Linked DNA regions of Mustela erminea: region 1 is linked to region 2. A link is a contact called in public Hi-C data. All regions are on one chromosome and are shown on one strand. Each heading gives the region's core, a stretch centred on a gene start, on an enhancer-like site or on the middle of the called end of the contact. The rest is flanking DNA. Distances are from core to core; before and after follow the strand shown. Region 1 holds the start of BOLA3 (bolA-like protein 3). Region 2 holds the start of STAMBP (STAM-binding protein).

What was found. A called contact is a pair of places that touch in the nucleus more often than the background predicts.
Region 1: a Hi-C map of fibroblasts shows a contact between it and region 2, with 5 times the contacts expected there. The contact joins the promoter of BOLA3 here to the promoter of STAMBP in region 2. A contact is called at or near these places in 2 of 3 Hi-C or Micro-C datasets (fibroblasts and spleen).

What each region holds. Positions count from the first base shown.
Region 1 is chr7:91,762,429-91,766,800 of mMusErm1.Pri, forward strand. BOLA3 (bolA-like protein 3) reads right to left here and starts at 1,597. Exons shown (of 3, transcript XM_032352497.1): 1 at 1,461-1,597. The coding sequence starts at 1,514.
Region 2 is chr7:91,486,146-91,490,618 of mMusErm1.Pri, forward strand. It overlaps STAMBP (STAM-binding protein), which reads left to right and starts at 1,960. Exons shown (of 10, transcript XM_032352483.1): 1 at 1,960-2,049; 2 at 3,963-4,180. The coding sequence starts at 3,978.

The DNA of each region.
Region 1 (4,372 bases), core at 347-2,846, 280 kb after region 2:
TGAATGTCCAGCTAAAGATTTTGGAGTTTATTAGGCCTCTTGGTGCCAAAGTCACCTGCACAAAACAGTGCCTTTTGAAGTTAGCCCAGATGAGAGGTGTTATTACAAACAGAGTACACAGGGACTGGAGGGGGATGGCAGGTGGGACGCAGGAGTGCTGTTCATCTGTGCTGGTGCTGAACGTACCACCCCTTCAGCCTTTAGTCCCACTTGTCCTCAGGCCGTTCCTGAAGGCCTAGAGCAGCGTCCTGTGGTAGAAACTGTCAAAGCACCTTCTTCTTTTTTAAGTAGGCTCCACACCCAGTGTGGAGCCCAACGCAGGGCTTTAACTCACCACCCTGAGTTCAAGAAATGAGCTGATACCAAGAGTTGGACACCTCACCAAGCCACCTGTGCCCCCTGAAGCACCTTCTTTAAAATGATCTGTGCACTGGCTCTTTCACCAGCTGGTTTCAAAGGCCAAGACTGACTCTACCCTGTTACTGCAGCCTTCCAAAGCTGGGCCGGGACAGGCCCTCCGGGAGACTTGGGTGATGGATGGCTGAACGAATGAACAAATGAACAAGCAGAACGAGCACAGCACGCAGGGCATGACTGCTCGCACCTGCAAAGAAGTCGCCGTTCCAGCAGGCAGCTGAAAGGCAGGTCAGAAAAATGGTCTGGAGTGAGACGGAGGGACAGAAACTTGATGTTGTGGGCCTAAGACTGGGCTGGAGGAGGGGGTAAGATGGAGCCTCTTCTGAGGACAGAGCCTTGGAGGGGCAAGGGCAGAGGGTAACCAGGTGGCAGGCAGAAGCAGTAATCGCTAAGGGCTGAGGGTACTTGACATTACTGATTCCTTGGGAGGTCTTTCCTCCGTTTAGCTGATCTGCAGGCAGCGGCCTTTACACGAGCAATGTACTGACAAAATCCCTAGAACCCCGACTGTCCGCGCGGAGAGTCACCCCCTCTTCATACTTCGCGGAGGCAGGGAGGAGAGAAAGTTCGGAGAGCGCGTGGCGAGTGCCCTCTGCTGGGCTTTTAGTCAGGGCGTGTGGGGCTTGGAAAGGGTTAAGGTCCCAGAGGCTGAGAGGACTTGCCCAAAGCCCAGACCCTCGCACTCTCCGGCAGGCACGCCAGGACTGCGAGCTGGGGCTGCCGGGTCTCCGGCTGGGTGCGTCCACATCGCTCTCTCCGCGCCCACCGGATCACAACGGTTTCCGTGTCTGTTCCCCTCGCCCCCCACCTCCACCGGCTCAGGGAGCTCCGCCAGCGCGCGCCAGAGCCTGACACTTCTCGGAGCCCCGCCGCTCGGGCCCAGGGAAGGACCCAACCCACGAGGAATGAATGAGAGACGGGAAGGGGAGGGCGCCAGGCCCGGCGCCGCGCTCTCCGCGAGCCCGTCCTCCAGCCTCGACCGGCCCCGCGGCCCCTCCGCAGCTCCCGCCCGGGAACCACAGCCCGGCCCCGCCCGCGCTCACCCCGCGTATCCCGCGGAGCAGCGGCGCCACCACGGCCGGGCTCCACGCTGCCATGCCCGGCCGACGCGGCCCGGCGCCCGAGGTCGCCGCGTCCCCTGAGAGGCGCGGAGCCGGGGACCGGAAGCCGTCGTCGCCGCGGGCGAGGCCGCCCCCTGCCGCCCGGAGGTCGCGAGCCGCCCGGCTGCAGCTCCCGGCCGGTCTTCGCCCCGGGGGGCGCCTCCTCGGAACTCGCTGCTCCGCCAGCTCGCGCGTCGGCCCGGCCCGGTCCGCGCCGAGCTCCGCCAGCCTCCAGGGGTCGTTCCACCGGCGGGCTCTTCTTGCCCAGCCGGGGGACGCCCGGGGTTCTAGGCCCTCCGATCCGAGTTGCCCACAGGCCAATGCCCCTCTCGCCCTAGGAAGGACATCTCCCTTCCCATCCCCACCGCCGGCAACCTGGCTTCCAAACTGGGGAGTGTGGGTTTCTCCCTCCAGAACAGGGGGGCCGTGGAGGGACTTAAAGCAGGGGAGTCGTTTTCAGATTTGCGTTTTAGAAAGATCGTGCGAAGAGGAGGGACTGTAGGGGGCCTGACACTGGAGATGAGGACAGAAGTTCTGGCGCTGCCGCGATGGTGCGGGTGAGATGTGAGGTCTCAGCGACAGCTAGAACAGCAGGGATGGAGGAGTGGCTCCGGATACTTGGGAGGGGAAGGGAACGGAGTGACTGGACTGGGCGGCGAGGCTGAGGTAGGTGTCTGGTGTGGACAGTGCGATGGGTGGAGGAGGGCGAGGTTTGTCGTGAAAGGGGCCAACAAACTCGGTTTGGGTTTTGCCCGAGTTTAAGGTGCCTGCAGAGAAGCAGAGCCGGAGACCGTAGAGTCCTGAGAATGTAGTGGAAGCTGCCGGCTCGAGGACAGGTACGATTATCCAGCAAGCCTGCCCCACCTCTGGACTGATTCCCACACACCTCAAGGCCTCATGCCCTTTCTCTCTCAGGCTGTATATTTTGGCAGTCTGGTAAGCCCTGCAGACTTCCCCAGTTCTCACTATTGCATTCCGGCCTGTGCCGTCACCATGTTCAGTATGTTCGTCCACACGTGGGACAGGCCTACAGTTGCCCTTATAGTGATCACCTAGATATATGCTTATTCATTCCAGTACTGAGTGACTTCTGTTTTGGGTCTTATAATTTCTCCTTTGGATTACTCTAGTAACCTCTCTCATATTTTTTTGCTTCGTTCCTTAAAACATCATGGCTGGTGGGATTAGGGATAATTTGCTAACTTTTCATTTTTCTTCTCAGGAGTAATTAAAACTACCAAAAATATTTTACCCATTGTGTAGGAGTGAACCACCTTTGGCTCCTCATACCACCAAGGTTCAGAGGAGGTCGACCTTTCCTCCCCTGAGAGTGGTCACATGACCCAGGTCATGGCCCAGCAGGCACCGATTGGTTTCGGACGGTCAATGATCTGAGCCGGCCCAGTGAGAATTGCTCTAGAGACTCCTCTGGCACTCCGGAAGAGAAATGGTCCTTTGCCACCGGCTGCCATCTTTGTAATCATGTGCGCAGCACCCGTTTAGAAATGAAGTAGATCCAGAAGTTGTTGGGAGACAGATGCTGGACACTGTAGGGTGCCAGAAATAAGCACTGAAGTCATTTTAGTTGGTTAGTGGGTTTGTTACTTGTAAGACACCCACATTAAACTCACTGATTTGTATTGGACGAATTCCTCTTTTGGTGAAAATCGATAGTTTTTCTTATCTTCAACCTTTTTCTTCTTCCTAATTTCATGATGGTTTACATTATTATTGTTATTTTGGACAGTCTGCCCGAGTATCCTCCCCTACCCATCTCCACATTGCTGTCAGAGCTATCTGAAGTGAAAACCTGTCCATTATTTGCTTATCGAAAATCCTTCTAACCCTTCATCACCTACTGGCAAAAACCCAAGTTCTTTCATATGATTTAACCCCTACGTACCTGTCCAGCTGACATCCATCCTTCAGTAATATTGGACGGCTGGTGCCTCCTTGTGCCATCTATGTTACAAGCTTGCTTATGTGGTTATCCAACTTCTAAGCCAACTCAAGCCTTGTCTTCTTCAGGCAGCCTCCTCTGATTGCCCCACAATAAACTTAGGGGCCCACAACTTGTGCAGAACTTTGATTGCACATATGGCAATCGGAGAACTCTACCGATTTATGTGGGTGTGTTTTTCCCAGAGATCCCTGACCTCCATCCCAGGGTCTAGATTTAGTTGTCAGCTGCCCAGCCTGGAATAGAACAAAAAGTGCACACACTAGGATTACTGCACAGAGCTGAAAAGTGGTTTAGCCATTCTAGTTCCAGAGTGTGAATTTGAACCTTTTTAGGAAAGGATTTACAGAACAATCTCAGCAATTCTGGGCTTCCAAATTAGCTTCAACTTAACATTTCAAGTGTAGCTTTTTATGATAGAAGCAAATAAAAGGCCAGTTTTGTTATGATTGAAAAGTATAGTAGCTTTAGTCCCAGGAAATGGGTCTATCCCTTCTGCATTTTACCTTTTTTTGCTCTGAAATTGAGATTCTCTTATCTTCGCTTATATTGGTCCATGGTCACTCATTTACATCTGAGCTAATTGCAAAAAAACTCCTTCAGGATGATCTCTTTGGATACATTTTTTTACCCCATAGGTATAAATTGCAGTCATTTTGTTTTATAGAGCCTCCTGGCACTCGTCAGCACACAGAATTTTCCAGATGCATCCCCAGAGGAAAACACTGGTCTATGAACTAGCTATCTGAAGTCAGAGCATCTGTGCCACCTTCTGAGAAACTTTGGAAAATTCTTAACATACCTCTGTTCACAGGTGGCTGCAAGGATTAAATAAGACAACCCGCTGAAGGACTCCCCTGAACAGGCAGGTCCCCTAAAGTAGTGGTATTCAAAG
Region 2 (4,473 bases), core at 710-3,209:
AAAAACTGTTCAATATTTACAGATTCTCTCCCTGAGTGAACCAGATCCTGCTTACTATATCCTCTTAGCCATGATCTTAAGAACTGCCGTCACTGGGGCATATCTCCTTTCTAATATAGAGCACAGCCTCTGTGAGATGGTTGCTGTGTTTGTGATTATTCCACACTCCTCTCTTATGTGTTTCCCATTCATAGCTTCTTAAAGACTTCTCCTCATACTCTTAACTTCTAGAATGTTTGTAAATTCTGTTAACTTGTTATGTTAAATATTACAAAGCCAAGAGCTACTTTTTGGAATCTGTGCTTAATGGAAGCAGGTGCCTCTTTTTCCCCCCACCAGCTCTGCTTCTGTCTGCACTTGCACAATAACAATATCCACCTGCTGGATTTGTCCGTGGCTGTATCCTTAACACCTAGAACAGCAATTGGCATGTAGTAGATGCTCAACAAATGTTTACTGAGAAGTTGGATGGGTTGGATTTTGAACTGTGTTGACTTCTGCCAGGACTCCGATTGCACTGTATGCCTTCCCTAAGACCAGCTCCCCCAGTGGCTTAATTTCTTCAGGCTCTACCCACTATGTTTACATTCTGAAGGGAAAGAGTCAGTAGAGAAATAGAGTTCTGAGGACCCCCATGGTCCCCTTTACAACTGTCCTGCCAGAGTTATCAGCATGAGATCCAGGAGAATTGATAGTGGATCCTTGCACTGACATGCCTATTTATGCTTGTAGGAGAGAAAGAGTCTCATTCTGTTAAATGCTTTCAGCTGTAAGTCTCAAAAGCCAGTGACCACATAGAATCACTTTGGGGAAATTCCAAAGACAGATCCACAACAGCGAGTCAGAAAATTAGAGATCTGAACCCTGATCTAGTGGAAGAAATAACACCAGTTCAGGGGCTTTAAGCAAGACCTTGAAGGATAGGTCATGTCATCACATTAAGGAACTTACAGGGAGGGTCCCCAAGTTTGGTGGGTAGAGTGTCCCCAGAGAGCAGAAAGTATCAGAGTGGTGATATACAAAATCTCCTGATACGGAGATAGCAGGCTTGAAGGATCTTTTTGGAAAGCAGCTGTGCAAGATATTCATACATACACACACCCATACAGAGAATATGCCACTGTTTGTACTTGGTGTAAACAGCTGCCTGTCCTGGCTGCAGGGGCAGGAACCACATCATACAGTTTCGGTCTCCACTGCATGGCACGTGGCCCTTAGAAGTCAAACACTCATTTTTTAAAAAAAAATTTATTTTTTAAGAGATTTTATTTATCCATTTGACACACAGAGATCACAAGTAGGCAGAGAGGCAGGCAGAGAGAGAGAATGGAGGAAGTTGGCTTCCTGCTGAGCAGAGAGCCGGATGTGGGGCTCTATCCCACAACACTGGGATCACGACCTGAGCTAAAGGCAGAGGCTTTAACCCACTGAGCCACCCAGGGGGCCCCAAACACTCATTTTTAATAAATTTGTATTGGAGTTCTAACATTCAAAAGTTAGTCTCAAGTTTTTTTCTAAGCAATAGAAGCTATTGCCAAATACCTCAGGCTATCAATTTTGCGTAGGAAGTGACACAAACAAGCAGAAATTTTCAAGAGTTTGGTTTTTGTTTTTTTTCCCCCCCACCAATTTAGAAAACTTGCTTAGTTCAGCCAGGTACTTGCATCACCAATCCCTTCTTGAATGTTGATTTGTGGATTTGTGTAAGTGTGGTATAGGGGCTATCTGGCAGGAAACTCGACCCAAAGTCAAATTAATTCCACAAATAGAAGTTAGCTTGACCATTTAACTACTTTAACAACGCGCTGTCCCTTCTACCTTGTCGCTTTTCCTTTACCAAGATGGCCGCTGTCGAGCTCTCTCCTCATTGGCAGCCTTTTTTCGCGGGAGGGGGGACGGGGGGGGGAGGTGGCGGTTCTAACCCCTCCCACCAGCTCACCGCCCTGGGTCCTGCGTTTTTGAGAGTGCAATGGGTAGACCAGCGGGAGGGGCGGGGCGCGCGCCGGATGTGACGTTTCCGGAAGCTCCGAGTGTCGTCCGCGGGGACAGGTGGGGAAGGGTCCGGGAAATGTGGTGGGGCTGAGCCCCGGAGCGTAGTCGGACTCTGAAGGGGAGTGGCCGCCGTGAGTGTGGGGCCTGCGGCCTTGTCGTCCCCGCGCCCTCTGCCCGGCCCGCCGCGCGCGAGGCCACTGACGGCACCGGCCTCCGCCAGGCCCCGCGCGTCCCCGTGCGTCCCCGCGCGTCTCCTCCTGCCGCGCTCTGAAGACCCGAGAACCTTGGATAATTTTGCCCTGGGTTGGCAACTTGGGCGTAAGGGCCTTGAAGGAGGGGATCTCAAGCAGGTGTCAGGAGGTCCCTCTCCACTGAATACGCCCCCTCGGCTCGTTCCTGCAACTTCCTTTGACCTCGTCTTTCCTCCTCAGTCCTTTATGCCACCTTCTCCTTTTTTTGCGGATGCCGCATCTCCTCTGGAGTGTTGCTCAGCCCTCTAGTACCGCTCGCTGGCCTTGGGAGGGGGTTCCATTCTCGACCTTACAGATCATCTCCCCAGAGGTACTGAGGCGCAACAAGCTTCAGTTAGCTTTAATGGGCTCTGGATCGAGTTTACTAATTAGGCAGCCTGGGGAGGTTTTAGATTTGCTGAGCGGCTTTCTGAGCCTCTAAAACGGCTTTGGGGGAGATGGAAGGCCTTTGCATCCCTGGTAGTCTGCACAGCTTTTGTACTACTTGTGAGGGTGTTTAGAGAGGAAGCTTGGGGGAAGTGTGACCTAGAGGTGGAATTGACCAAGAAAAGCCTCTTTGAGGGAGGGCTTGGAGGGGAGAACAGGAAAACAGTGGGTAGACAAATGAAACACATTTGAGGATTTCTGGGCAGATTAGAATCCTGAGTGAAGGGAAAGATCTCTGATGGGAAGGAGTAAGGTTTAAGACTGAAAAGAAAGTGGGACCACTTGTGAGAGGGCCTTGAATTCCAAAATGGGTTCTACTCTAGTCGTATATTCTAGAGCATGCTGGCTAGGGTGGGCTGTAATTCAGTGTGTATCAAGTACCCAGATTATTTTTGAAAATGATGTAGAGTCATACCAATTGGGAGTTGGAATCTGATTGTAGCAATAGAATGAGATCTAGAAAGATTGTAGAATTACTGCAGTTCGAAGCACAGGGAGGGAAAACTCCCTGCTTTTTGTGGGTCTGTTTTATTTATTTATTTATTTACCTACTTATTTATTTTTGAGTACCGAGTTACCTTTGTGCCCTTTTGTTATTTGGAGAGTGCTTAGTCTTTGAGGATAGATTTGAGTAAGTTGTTTTTCAGGTCTAAATTCATTACCATGATGACATGATGAATGATGTTGTGGATTGACTGAAAGAGGGATTTAGTGAGCAGAACTAGAATTGTTCTGCATTCATTCCCAGACTAGTTCCCCTCACCATGTGCTTAGAGATGAAAAAGTACACCATGGGAAAGTGTCATTACTCATTAAATGAAAATGACCAAACTTGAAATCAGTTAACAATCATCTTGAAAGTTCTTTGAGTATACTATGCCAAGTACTGGGATAGATGAAAGTGGGTAGCTGGTGGGAGAAGTAGCGCAAAAAATATAAGATACCATCCATCTTTTTATGGTGCTGAGAGCAGGGCCACCTCATGATAGGGAATGATTAAAGGGTAGAACCAAATCCCCATTATAGTTTTACTCCCTGTACCACCTAATCATGGCACAGGTTTTGTGGGGTTTTAAGTCGGCCAATGCTTTTATCATTGTGATAGGCACTTCCTCGAGGGTCTCAGCCTTCTTGTGGGAAAGAGACTTTATCTGATACAAGCCACAAGCATATGGTATTTTTCTCTTAATTTCTCTGTAAGGTAGAAGTTTGTGGGCTAACCATGCTGTGTGCTAGGTTGTGTTGGGGTGATGGGGACCATGGTGCTGATGCCACCTGTTTTTTCTGTCTCAGAACTTCTTGGTCCTGATGTCTGACCATGGAGATGTGAGCCTTCCACCCGAAGACCGGGTGAGGGCCCTCTCCCAGATGGGTAGCGCAGTGGAGATAAATGAAGACATTCCACCCCGACGGTACTTCCGCTCTGGAGTCGAGATTATCCGAATGGCATCCATTTACTCTGAGGAAGGCAACATTGAACACGCCTTCATCCTCTATAACAAGTATATCACGTAAGACACCTCCAGTTTCCTTTTTCTTTTCTGGTGACTGATGCCTCACTCATTCTGCTCTTGTGCTCATTTATTCTGCTCGGAATTGCTAAAACTAGAGAACTTTACAACATCATTAGCATTAATCATTCTTTGCAGGCAGCTCCTACATACTGACTGTCCTTGACATTCAAAGTTATGAGTACTGAAAGTGTTATTTTCATGACTCAGTGATTTCATGAGTAAGAGACCTAGCTTTTTGGCCTGTGCCCACGTGGCCCAGCTGTTAGGCAAGAGAAAGGATGGTTAAACTA